Linked DNA regions of Gossypium hirsutum: region 1 is linked to region 2. Evidence: chromatin contacts called from public Hi-C data. All regions are on one chromosome and are shown on one strand. The core of a region is the stretch at or near the end of the contact, and the rest is flanking DNA. Distances in the headings are between cores, read along the strand shown. Region 1 has its middle 11 kb from the start of LOC121228458. Region 2 holds the start of LOC107948986 (pentatricopeptide repeat-containing protein At1g73710).

Region 1 (6,832 bases), core at 2,434-4,933, 200 kb after region 2:
TCGTCAAAAAGGATCGGTGGCGACTCCCGTTCTTTCATTTTTAAAATCCAAGTCGATTCCCGATTTTCCTAAAAAATGGTTACGACAGTCGGTAATGCCTCGTAACCCTAATCCGGTGATGGATATGGGTTAGGGGTGTTACAACGTGACAAACTGTTTGGCGACATCATGACGTTGACCATGTGTTGTGAAAATTTTACAATTCAATCCTAATTTGACCTGAGGTTAACTTTAAAGCTTTTGTAAGTTCATATAGAACCTGAGATTGTATTCGTATAGAACCTGAGGTTGATTTCCCTTTAATGATAACCCACAACTTAACCCTTGTTGATTCGTCAAGAATTTCTCCCTTTTATTGACTCCCTTTTTATCGAGATTTGATTTGATTAGTTACCTAACTATGTTCGTTCATTTCAGTTGCTGAATTATTTCTTATTATGTACTTTTTGTTCTTATTCTTAATAAAAAAAACATATATTTATATATTCATGTAATTACATATTGTTATTCTTTCATAATGAGCTTGGATAAGTTAAAGTTACTATTTTGAGAAAAAGCTCACTTCATTAGTTTTAGATAGTTTTAATTTTGGCATTTGTTTGTAATACAGTAATTAGCTTTATTTTTCTAAGTTTGGTAATTTATTAAATTGATCTTGATTCTAACCCTCTTTTTTTCAGCATTTATCCACACTTTTAAACCAAGCCCCATTACAACATTGCAAAAGACCTTTTGATTTATGTATCATCTAATTTATAGTGGCGGAGATTTGATTTTCATGCAAGCCTATGGTAATAACTTTTCATGTTTGACTATTTAGTACTTAATTGTTGAACTTTAAACACTTTGAGTGATTTGAGTGAATCTTTAGTGAGGATGTCAACTCTTGTCAATTTGGAATTAAAGGTAATTATTTAGATAAAGGGAAATACCTATGATTTTATGATTAAAATGCTCAACTTGGATTGTTTAAAACTTTGATGTTCTTTTAGTTTAATTCTCAATGTATGATTATTTGTGAATTATTTTGAAACATTATTGATAAGAATTATAAGTTGAGAAGAATTAATGTTCATTGTGAGTTGAGGATTTTGCTTGACGACAAGAAAATGCTTAAAGTGTGGGGATATTTGATAAACCTCAAAAGTAACATATTTTAATCCCATGCTTGGCATATTTTTGGATGATTTATCAAACGATTTAGTGGATTTGATGCTCCTAATCCTTTAATTTCATGTTTTATATCCAGATGAGTATAGGAAAGCGAAAAGTACAAGAAAAAGGCCAAAAAAGGGACAAAATGGGTTTATTTTAATGCTTCACACGGCCTAGACACTTCCACACGGGTAATTCACATGCCCGTGTGTCATGGCCGTGTCGACTTTAAACCATATCAAAATCGCACACGGCCTGAGCACCATTACACGGGCGTACCACACGGCCATGTCCCTGTCGAGAGTTATTTTAATTCTACTCGGAAAAGGATAATTTTGGGCTATTTTGGGCATTCCAAAGTCTATTTAAACAGACTAGGAGAGGATCTAAGGGACACGCAGAATAGAACATAGGAATTACTCGAAGAATGCCAACGGATTTAGCTCAGAAGCAGGATCTCCTTCAAGACTGAAGATCTCCCTTTAATTTCTCTCGAAGTTTTTGGGTTTCTTTATGTTTTGTTATTTTCCTATTTTTGAGATTTTTTCCTACTACATTATGAGCTAAACTCCCTAAATACCTAGGGAGGATGAAACCTAAGACGGATCTTGTTATTTAAAGTTCTGAATTTAATGATAAATACTTGTCCTTGTTCTTAATTATGAGTTATTAATTCTTGCCTTAATATTTTTAAGATATTATTCCAAGTTTGATGTGCTTATTTAGTGGAGCAAAAGTCCCTGTTTAAGAGTAGATCTCACATAATTAAGCGGAGTTACATGCAACCCTAGAAATAAGGCAACATAAATCTGTTGGATTAGAGTCAAATCTAATAAGGGAATCCATAGATCGAGTTAATGCGATGATAGAGTTTTTAATTAGAAAGAGATTTCAATTAATCAACCAAGAGTTAGTTGTTCTTAGTCTCGAAAGAGATATTAACATAATTCAGGGATTTCTACGGATCAAGACAAGTGAATAAATCATTAGAATCAGAATCTAAATAATAAGTGAAGTATAGGTGGATTCTTCATTAGGTATTGTCTTTATTATTGGTTTATTCAATTATTCTCTTCACTCTCTATTGCCTTCGTTAGTTAATTAGTTTAGTTAAATTTAGAATAAAACAAATCCCTTATATTTTAGGCTAAATAATAGAAAGAAAGTTAATACTAGTACTTTTAGTCCTTGTGAATACGATATTCTGGACTCACCATAACTATACTATCATTTGATAGGTGCGTTTGCCTTAGTCGTGATTGTAGTCTAGTTTAGTGTTTCATAAAATGATCATCAAAAGTCAACTACTTAATAAATGAAAAGGGTGAGGGGCTTTTAAAGTCTTATACTGACCAAAACGAATAGCTAAAGGATGATGATCGAATTTAATCTTATGAATGTGATAAACCGTTGAGTTAGGAACCAAATTATCCCATTGTTAATTGAACAATGCACAATCAAGGCATTCAAACAAAAAACCTCTATTCCAAGTGAACTTAGGACCTTGAAAACCAATATCCTTCAAACTGTAATCAAAATAAAATTGTTGGAAGAAAGGGAAAGTACAATTATTTTTCCTTGAACCTTACTGCTTCTCATCTTCATTAAACAGTGCATTGAAATCACCTGCTAACATCTAATGACCCTTAACATTCTGGGCAATATAACCAAAAGCAACCCATAAATCCTTTCTCAAGACCCACCAAGGGCTCCTATAAATCCCAGTAAAAAAAGCCCAATCATGCAAATCCAAAAATTTCACTTTCAAGAGCACGAATTGAAAATTATTAACTTCCACAATCACATTAACAATACCCTTCCACAAAATCCGAACTCTCCCAAAGAAACCACTAGCTTCAACTTTATGAGAATTTAGCAATCCAATCTTTTTAGTAACACATTTTTCCTTAAACCCACTAACTCTGGTTTCAACTAGAACAACCACATTAGGATCAAAATCATGTAAATATTCCTTTAAAAATTTTTGAAATTTTGGATTTCCTGCACATTGGCAGTTCCACACAACTATATAAGCTTTCATGGAAAATCTAAATTAACCAAACCTGAACCAGAAGATTAAGTTTGAAGAGGCGCCCATCTCCACTATACCAGCCTCGTCATCTTGAACATTATCACAAGGAACTTCCAAAATTTGGTCTAACACCATATGGCCTGGCTTAGCTAACAGATAATTTCTCGAATGATTCCTCATACTTTGTTCTCCAAGTTCCAAACGTCTCACTAACCTGTTAATTGCTTGCTTTAAAAGAATCGGTAAATTCATTCCAAGCTGGCGTAGATCATTACTGTGATCACCAATTTCCAGCATGTCTTTTGAGATTTTCTTCTTCAATGACAATGGAAACTAATTTGGGGAAATTAAATTGGTAAATCCCAAATTGTCATTGAAATTAGCAGCAGAGCCTTCATGTAGGCTTCTGTTTTCTTTCAAAATCAGTAGAGAGTGGTGTTTGGGATCAAGTAGCATAAGCCTATTTGAGTTCCCTCCATTTCTCCTTCCCAGCCCAAACTTTAACCCAGTATCCTTACTCCTGAAACCAGAACTGGGCCCATCCTTTCGGATACTTAACTTCATATCCAATGGCCCATTTAAAAATTGTTTTTGTTTCCTAGGCTTGTTTGCAACTTTTAGCCCCTGTTCTTTTGAGCTTTTATTTTCAGATGTATCCTTCCCTAATTTGTCTCATATTTTTACTATAACTTCACTAATCCTATCCCCATTATTATATTCCAAAAAATCAGCCTCTATCCCACAATCATTACTCTATTTCTGAAATTGAAAGGATTCCGAAACTGATGCATGTATTCCATCATTCACCTCTCCAACTTTGGAAAGTACATTAACCCGAGATCCAACCTGATTATTTCCCTGAGTTGGTCCTGAACTTGTGACTCCCTATCGTTGCTAACACCGTTGTCAAAGATTAACCACCATCCACTTGTCGAATTCCTCTTTTTCCACCATTTCTTGAACACCCACACTATCCCCTTGCTGATTTGGTGATTTATTACCATGAAGATTCTCCCCATCACCTTTCATGCCCTTCTCCAGATAACTATATGGACAAATATCCTGCAAATGTCCAAATCTCCCATAATGGAAGCAAATTGATGGAAGAGAATCATACTCAATTCAATGAAGTCTGCTCGCAACTCTGATATTTGAAACCAAAGGTTTGGACAGATTCATTAGCACTACAAACCCTGCAAACTGGCCCCTTGATCCTTTGTCCGTTTGGAAATCAACTTTGACCACCTTTCCAATCAAACTTCAAGTCTCTTGCAGTAGGCCTTTTATATAGAGCTCCAAAGAGCCCTAAAATACGGACCCAAGCCACAACACTTTGTGAAAAATCCTCAAGAGTTGAAAATTGAGTTGACCAAGACTGAATGGTCAAATAATGTCCGAAGATCACCCATAGACCCTTTGAAACAACATTATTGTAGTCCAAGTCAGATTCAAGCTTTGCCAAATAATAGTCGTTACTGATATTCATTAGTTGAAATCTCATCTTTGGTTTCCATAAGGCACACACCCTGTTCCATAAGGCGTTATATCAAATTTTCCTTCCCAGCAACTTGACTACTAGTGTCTTCGACATGCTCTTTTTAGTAAGTCCATAAACCCTGTCCGAAAACTTAATTGAAGGCACTTCATCAATGACATCTTTCCTCACATCATCTTCTCGAAGATCCAAATCATCCATGTTAGGATCGACATGATTAAGCAACAAGTAAAAAAAATAGCGGAATAAATTGAAAAATTGAACACACAAATTTAACGTGGAAAAACCCCTCCAAAGAGGATAAAAAACCACGGGCAAAGATGATTTTACTATAATGGCAAAAGAACGAAGAGTAAAAAATATAGAGATAAAAAACTAAACCCCAAAAACTCAAAAACAAAGAGCCCTCAAAACGTAAACACAAAATTCTCTAAATGTGTTATGAGTTCTAATCTCTAATGGGCATATTTTCTAAGGTTGTAAAAGAACCTATTTATAGGCTAAATTAGTAGGTCAAATAAGCTATGCTAATAAATGCTAAATATATTATACTAATAAATACTAAATCTTCTAGAAATAAAATATATTTTGTTTAACTTGACTTGCAAACAATCTCTTAGAATTTAGGTTACACAACTCTAACAATCTCCACTTTGACACAAATTCTTACAACGCCATCTTTGCCAAAACCCGCCACGGGCCTATCTTGAACTATGCAAGGATTAACTAAGTCGAATCTATGCTTAGAAGCTAGAAGACTTCTGGCCTTCGACTTGTATATTGCCAAATCAAAATTAACTCGGGTCTTATTTTCATGAACATAGTGCCTTAACTTTTCAAAACATGCATCCAAAAGAGAACCTTTGTTCAACGAAACGATCATACTTTTTTCCCTCCTATGACCAAGTTGCCTCCACTACAAACGAGTTGACTTCAACTCCATAACAGATAAGGGACGTCTGATTTCACCGGTTATTGTAGATCCTTCCAGAATATAAAGACTGATGGTTCTTTTACCTTTTAACAAAATGAGAACTCCAAGAGATACTTTAATGTCACTCGACTCGATGTTGATTATGCATCCTTTAAAGTCTAAAATACTCAATGAGATGAGATTCTTTTGTAAATCAGGTACATACCTGACATCTGAGAGTGTCCTAATCGTTCCATCGTGTATTTTAATTTTAACAGTACCAATACCAATTACCTTACTAGATGAATCATTTCCCATGTGCACAACTCCACCTTCAACTGAACTATATGTGGAGAACCATTCTCTATTGGGACACATGTGAAAAGAACATCCCGAATGTAGGATCCACTCAGACGTGAGCTTGAATTTATCGCTCTTTGACATTAACAAGAAATCATCACCACTTTCATCAGCCAAATTAGCACCAGCTCAGATTTTTTATTTCGCAGTTTATAACAATCTGCTTTGACGTGACCTAACTTTTTACAATGGCAACACCTTTGTCTCATTTCTTTGATGCTACTAAAACAAAAGCTTGCCTATCTGCCTTCCTATCCAAACCAAACTCATTGTCGAGTTTGTCTCTACTCAACAAATGACTCTTCACATCTTCGAACAAGAGTTTGTCTCTACCATAAATCATGGTCTCCCTGAAAGACTTGTATGAAAGGGGTAAAGAGCACAATAATAGCATAGCCTAATCTGCATCATCAATATGAACCTCAACTTTAATGGGCACTAAACTAACTAAAATTATGAAAAAGGCAAGTGCACCTATCAAATAATAGTATAGCTATGGTGAGTCGAGAATATTGTATCCACAAGGACTAAAAGTACTAGTACTTACTATTTTTCTATTATCTAGCCGATAAATTAAAGGAATTGTTTTTAATCTAAAAATAACTAAGCTAATTATTAAGAATGCTACAGAAAATGAATTAGGAAAACAATTAAATTAAACCAATGAGATAGACAATACCCAGGAAAGAATCCACCTAAACTTCACTTATTATTATGAATCTGAATTAAATGATTTATTCACTTGCGCCTTGATCCGTATAAATCCCTAAATTATGTTAATATCTCTTTTGAGAATAAGAACAACTGAATCTAGGTTTGATTAATTGAAATCTTTTTCTAATTAAAACTCCTATTGTCGCATTAACTTGATCTATGG
Region 2 (7,032 bases), core at 1,152-3,651:
TCTCCCTTACCTCATAGGTGGCTTTTCTTTGCTTATTCATTTAATTTGCTGTTCAGAAATGTTTTTTGCTGACGGGGGCCACTTTGTTTTATCAGGGGTTAGCAAACCTTCACCAAGATTTTCCAAATGGCGTCCAAATAATTTAATTTTGTTTGATTGAGATATAAAATTGATTGTATTTGTATATCACTGGATACGATTTAGAGCCTAAGTATTAAATTATCCCAATACTTATGTACTTCCAGAACTATTTACAGAATATTAAAAGCTGCCCTTGTTTATTATTATTATTGCAAAAATTTTAGTCACAATGTATTATCGTTTTGATCGATTAGGTCGTTTGTGAGTTAGGTTGAGTTACAATAATTTTTAATCCCATTTTATAAACTACAGTGATTAAAGAAAAATGGGGAGACATAATAATATTATAACATGTTTGTGGATTTTTTTTTTTGGTTTTTGTCAGTGAATTTCATTTATTTGAGTGCAAAAGCAGTCTTACAAAAGAATAATAATTCTATACAATTAAAATTTAACTAATTCCTAATTTGTACAAAGATAAATATTAATAGTATTCTTTTTATTGATCAATTTCGTCTGTGTAATCTCTTTCAATACGAAACTTGCCTTTAAACCACGTAATAGTCCATGAAAGCTCTTGTCTCCAATGGCCAACAACCCTGTCAAAGTTGCAAAGCCCCAAATCTTCTTAGAATAGACAATAATAATTATAACATGTGATCCCTAGACTCCTCAGCCCTGTTGCACAATAAGCATACCATATCAACATTGAGACCTTGAGAAGAAAGCTTATCTTTAGTTGGAAGCCTATTTAACACAACCATCCAAGCAATGATCGACTGCTTTGGAATATGCAAGGCAAACCGGATCAGCTAATGCCATGGAACTTTATTATTTTTTACTCGAATCTCCCCCAAAATCTTTAAAGTAGCAATATTGCCAGCAGGCAACCTAGCAACAATGTCTTTTAGCTTTAAGAAATCTTCTCCAATTCTAGCTACTGGCAGATCAATTACAAGTAGCATCCCAAAAGCTCCCTCCCTTCAAAACATAAGCCCGAACCCAAGCAATCTAAAGGAGGACCTCTTCGGTAAGACGGGCCTTGATTTTTTGTAGAATGCAAGCCTTATTCCAGTCAACCAAGCTTCTCAATCCTAAGCCACCTTCAGCCTTGAGTAAGCAAATTGACTACCAGCAAATTCTAGCACCAGTAGCTGCAAAATCTTTCCCCTTTCAAAAGAATCTGGTGTAGATTTGATTAATTCTTCTTAGCACAGCTGCAGGCATTAAGAATTGTCTACACCAAAAAGCCTGAATGTTGAAGACTACAGATTTGATAAGCTACAACCGACCAGCATAGCTAAGATGTCAAGTCGCCTAACCATTGACTCTTGCCTGAATTTTCTCCAAAAGAGAATTACAATCATTAATAGACAGCTTCCTAGAAACCCGAGGCACACCCAAATAGCTTACAGGCAACCTTCCCAACTTAAAACCAGTGACCCTTTGCACAATTACTAAATCATCCTCATACCAGCAGCAAAGATCTCAGTCTTAGAAACATTAAGTTGCAAACCAGAAAAATAGTAGAACTCTTGAAGAATGCACCAAATACCAATAACTAAATTAATTGTGCCATTTGCAAGAATAAGATCATCAACAAATGAAAGATGAGTAAGATGAACTCTTAAGACATGTAGGATGAAACTTGAAAACTCCTTGCATCACTGCCATATGCAACAATTTTGAAAGAATACTCATAATGACACCTTATTCCCCTTACACCTCTAAAAAAACACAACAAACCTCCATTAATGTAAATAAAAATATGTGTTGCACTTTTTAGTAATAATAATTTTAAAATTAAATAAAAGGTTGTAAATTTGTTGTAGTTGAGCAAAAGTCAGTGCAAACTAACTTAATTCATACATTCAATTTATCATTTTTTATTAAATTAATTATTTTAAATAATTCGATTTAAAGTAAAATTAAATTGATCAATCATTTGTTAATGAAATATTGATAGACTTAACTTAATTTATACATTTGCTTTTGTAAACTTGTTGAGTGTTGGTTTCGCTTTGGTAACACTAGAGAAAAAAATTTACAAAACCAAAAATCAACCCGAATCAAGATATATAGATAATTTATGTTTGTCAAAAAAAAACAAAACATAATTTATGAAATATAAATTTAAAATTATTTAATATATAATTAATTTTATTTTTTATAGTATAAAAATAAATATTTTATATTTAAAATAATGAAAATAATTTAAAAATAATTTTTAAATATTTATAAAAACATTTTAAAATTTTGTCAAATAATAAATCTGAAAATTAATATAAAAAATTATATAAACAATTAAAAAATTCGACTGAACGGAATCAATACCAACCCTAACACCGACTCTAATGCCTTTGTGGCGAATGCTGACGTGCTAACTCCAAATCCAATTCTCCTTAAATGCTAAAAACCCAATGTCCAGCTGAGCGGAGCACCACCAAAACCCTACCAAATGCACTCACCCTAAAACCCTAAATCCCCACGAAAACCCCACCCAAAGGAAAACCCCCAATACCCACAAAATGATTCGGAGTTACAGTTCAGGAGAATTGAGTCGTGAAAGTTTCCGACCTCACATCTTGGTTTTGCCCAGTAAGTTCCCTCCCCTCCATTTTCCTTGCGTTGCTAGAGCTTTTACCGGGTTTAAATTCAATGACTCAAGATTTTCTAATAACCTAAATTTGCTTGAGCCAGGACTACGTACAAGCGTAAACTTTTATTCCCAGATGCTGAATTCAAGAGGATTTAGGTTTCATCTAGAGTTTAAGCTATACTGTCATTCCAAAACCCTGTTTTTGCCTGCTAGAAGCTCTTGGAGTAATGTCAAAAAGAAGAGGTATGGAGGTGTTTTGCCTTCGATTCTTAGGTCTTTGGATTCCGATAAGAATTTAGATAAAACCCTCGCTTCGGTTTGTGAGAATTTGAGTCCTAAAGAACAGACTGTGGTACTCAAAGAACAGAGTAACTGTGAGAGGCTTATTCATGTTTTTGAGTTTTTCAAATCATTGAAAGATTATGTGCCGAATGTAATTCATTATAATATCGTGCTTCGAGCGCTGGGGAGAGCTCAAAAATGGGATAAGTTGAGGCTTTGTTGGATTGAAATGGCGAAAAACGGTGTCTTGCCTACTAATAATACTTACGGTATGCTTGTTGATGTTTATGGGAAGGCTGGTATGGTGAAAGAAGCTTTGCTCTGGATTAAGCATATGAGACTTAGGGGACTTTACCCTGACGAAGTAACCATGAATACGGTTGTTAGGGTTCTCAAGGATGCTGGGGATTTTGATAGGGCAGATACGTTTTATAAGGATTGGTGCATTGGCAGGGTGGACTTGAATGATATCGAGTTGGATTCGATGATTGTTTTAGACAATGGGTCTGGTTCAGCCATTAGCTTTAAGCAGTTTCTGTCCACTGAGCTATTCAGGACAGGTGGTAGAAGTCCTGTTTCGGGAACTTCAGGTTCACCAGATACAGAAAGTTCTGTGAGAAAGCCACGACTAACGTCTACATACAATACTTTGATTGATTTGTATGGAAAAGCAGGTCGCCTCAAAGATGCGGCGGATGTGTTTGCTGAAATGTTGAAATCCGGTGTGGCAATGGATACGATCACCTTTAACACTATGATCTTTACATGTGGAAGTCATGGTCATTTATTGGAGGCCGAATCCTTGCTTGCTAAGATGGAAGAAAGGGGAATACCTCCTGACACGAAGACTTATAACATCTTTTTGTCTTTGTATGCTGGTGCAGGAAATATTGAAGCAGCCCTGGAATATTATAGGAAAATCAGAAAAGTAGGTCTTTTCCCTGATATTGTAACTCACAGAACTGTTCTTCATATATTGTGCGAGAGGAATATGGTTCAAGAAGCGGAGACTGTGATTGAAGAAATGGAGGAATTTGGTATTGACATTGATGAGCAGTCTCTTCCTGTAATTATAAAGATGTATATTGCTGAAGGACTGCTTGACCGAGCGAAGATGCTTTTTGAAAAGTTCATTTTGGATCATGAGCTTTCATCCAAGACAAGTGCTGCAATTATAGATGCTTATGCTGAAAGGGGGCTTTGGTCTGAAGCTGAGGCTGTATTTTATGGCAAAAGAGATAGTCCGAGGCAGAACAGAAGTGTTCTCGAGTATAATGTCATGGTCAAAGCCTATGGCAAAGCGGAACTTTACGATAAAGCTTATTCTCTCTTCAAGAGCATGAGGAATCATGGGACTTGGCCTGACGAATGCACTTATAATTCCCTAATTCAAATGTTTTCTGGAGGTGATTTAGTGGATCACGCAAGAGACCTCTTAGGTGAAATGCGAGCAGCAGGATTAAAACCAAAGTGTCAAACATATTCCTCTCTTATTGCATGCTATGCCCGTCTTGGCCAGCTTTCTGATGCTGTTGATGTGTACCAAGAAATGATCAGTGCAGGGGTGAAGCCTAACGAAATTGTTTTTGGGTCCTTAATCAATGGATTTGCTGAAACTGGTGGTGTTGAAGAAGCTCTTCAGTATTTTCGCATGATGGAAGAATCTGGTATATCAGCAAACAAGATAGTGCTAACTTCACTGATTAAGGCTTATACCAAGGTCGGGTGTTTGGAAGGAGCAAAACGTGCTTACGAAAAGATTAAGGATCTAGAGGGTGGTCCAGATATTGTTGCATCAAATAGTATGCTTAATCTTTACGCAGATCTAGGGATGGTATCTGAAGCCAGATGTATTTTTGACAATCTGAAAGAAAATGGTGGCGCGGATGGGTTTTCGTTTGCAGCTATGATGTATTTGTACAAAAGCATGGGTATGCTCGACGAAGCGATTGATGTTGCAGATGAGATGAAACAGTCTGGTTTGTTAAGGGACTGTTCTTCATACAATAAGGTGATGGCATGCTATGTCACTAATGGCCAGTTGCGTGGATGTGGTGAATTGTTGCATGAAATGATTAACCGAAAGATTTTACCCGACATGGGATCCTTTAATGTACTATTAACGTCACTCAAGAAGGGAGGCATTCCGATTGAAGCCGTAACACAACTAGAATCATCATACCAGGAAGGGAAACCATATGCAAGACAAGCTGTTATCATTACTGTTTTTTCTTTAGTAGGTTTACATGCTTATGCACTCAAATCTTGTGACGCCATCATAAAAGCGGAAATACCTCTCGAGTCTTTTGTGTACAATGCAATGATATATGCTTACGGGTCATCAGGGCAGATTGACAAGGCTTTGAACATATTCATGAAAATGAAGGATGATGGTCTGGAGCCAGACATTATTACTTACATTAATCTGGTGAGTTGTTATGGGAAAGCTGGTATGTTGGAAGGTGTGAAGAGAATATACAGCCAACTAAAGTACGGAGAGATTGAGCCTAATGAATCCTTGTTTAAGGCTGTCATGGATGCATACAAAGATGCTAACAAGCCAGACCTTGCCGAATTAGTCAACCAAGAGATGAAATTCGCTTTTGAAGGACCAGATTTTTCAGAGTCTGAGGTTGAAGGCGAAAGCGGAAGCGAAGACATTGTTCTTGACCCGTAGAATTCAAATATATATTTACCAAGAGATGAAATTTGTGTTCAAAAAGCAAAGATTATTTGGAGAGCCCAAGGCCGAAGGAAAGAGCACGGTATGTTCTCTAGAATCTTACAATCCAATCTCGTATTCAAATGTATTCAACTGTCTCTGATGGGGTGTATACTGTATAGTGACAGCAACATAAAAAGCTTCCAAGATTTAGTTGTGTAGATAATAGAAGTCAAAAGTGATTGAAGAAGGTAGAATGTAAATAGTGGCTTCAATTTATACCAAAATTAAGCATGTTTTTCTAAGTTGTTCATAATTCTATTGTGGTAGTCTATTTGGGTGTTGAGCTTGGGCCTCCATGAATGCATCAAGTAATAGCTGCTATATTTTTCTCTACTTATATATGCTTGGATGCTGTGGAATATTGTGATTGGCATTCAAAGATGTTTGTACGAAGGAATAAGCAATAGTGGCAGAAATGAATTTTCAGCCATACATGGTCATGGCCCAAGGCGGCCTCAACCCAGCTCAGCTCTTGTGCAGTGTTTTGTGTGTATATACAAAAAATTTTCCTTAAGGTGGCAGAATTTTCGATGAATGTTCAGTTTTATAACATTATCCACTTAGCAACATATTTCACAAAATTTTGAAACAAATCGACTACTATGATATCAAAGAACACAGTGCAAAAACAGCATTTGTTCGATTCCTGCCCTGGAAATCTGACTATTAGATAAGAGTTAAATCACTTTTTGAAACCTGAATTTGATAATTTTTTCCACATTAGAGCTTGACAATTGTTTCTAAATTAATGTTTGAATTTAGGATTTTCAAAGATTAATTTGAAGAAAAACAAAGTTGAGTTCCCAATATGGGAATATTTGCTAAATTTGGGGCCTAATCTGGACCAAGAAAAAGTTTAAATCCCAATATGAAAATAATTATCAAGTTTAGAGCATATCATTTAACCCTAAATAAAATGATAATAACAAAAAAACATGATCATTTCTTAATCCAAATTAAGAACTCGTGTGTATCAAATAATCTGAAAGGTTAAGGATTAATATTGTAAGACTTGATTCAATTACCTCAACAAAGTTTTGTTTTAATCATTTGTTAGGAGTGAGGAAAGGAATGAGCTCATGTCAAAATCAACATGAACACATGTATTGGTGACTATCAACCAAATAGAATACCGGTTAACTGCCATTTAAAGCCAAAATCACATGTGTAGATCATTGAAACCTCATCTTTAATTTATACAAATTTAAATTACTGGTTTTTAAAATATAATCTAAACGAAGTTAGAAATAGAAAATGTCGATCACATTCAACCAATAAATCTCGCCATATAATACTAAAACAAGTAGGTTGTTTATTATTACAAAACATTGTAGAGAAAAGGAAA

Evidence for each region. A called contact is a pair of places that touch in the nucleus more often than the background predicts.
Region 1: a contact with region 2 is called in a Hi-C map of leaf, with 2.0 times the contacts expected there. The contact joins the enhancer-like site here to the promoter of LOC107948986 in region 2. A contact is called at or near these places in 2 of 34 Hi-C or Micro-C datasets (hypocotyl and leaf).

Annotation. Positions count from the first base shown.
Region 1 is chrA04:82,478,603-82,485,434 of Gossypium_hirsutum_v2.1, forward strand. No RefSeq gene overlaps it. Among protein-coding and RNA genes, the nearest start is that of LOC121228458, 11 kb to the right of the region's middle. Within about 2 kb of position 3,684, at least 6 of the 9 cell types and tissues checked have an H3K27ac peak or open chromatin away from gene starts, as enhancers often do. A contact at or near this core is called in leaf, where this site is marked.
Region 2 is chrA04:82,284,093-82,291,124 of Gossypium_hirsutum_v2.1, forward strand. LOC107948986 (pentatricopeptide repeat-containing protein At1g73710) reads left to right here and starts at 2,402. Exons shown (of 2, transcript XM_016883676.2): 1 at 2,402-2,679; 2 at 2,782-5,929. The coding sequence starts at 2,610. The coding sequence ends at 5,639. It overlaps LOC107948985 (secretory carrier-associated membrane protein 1), which reads left to right. Exons shown (of 14, transcript XM_041111536.1): 14 at 96-284.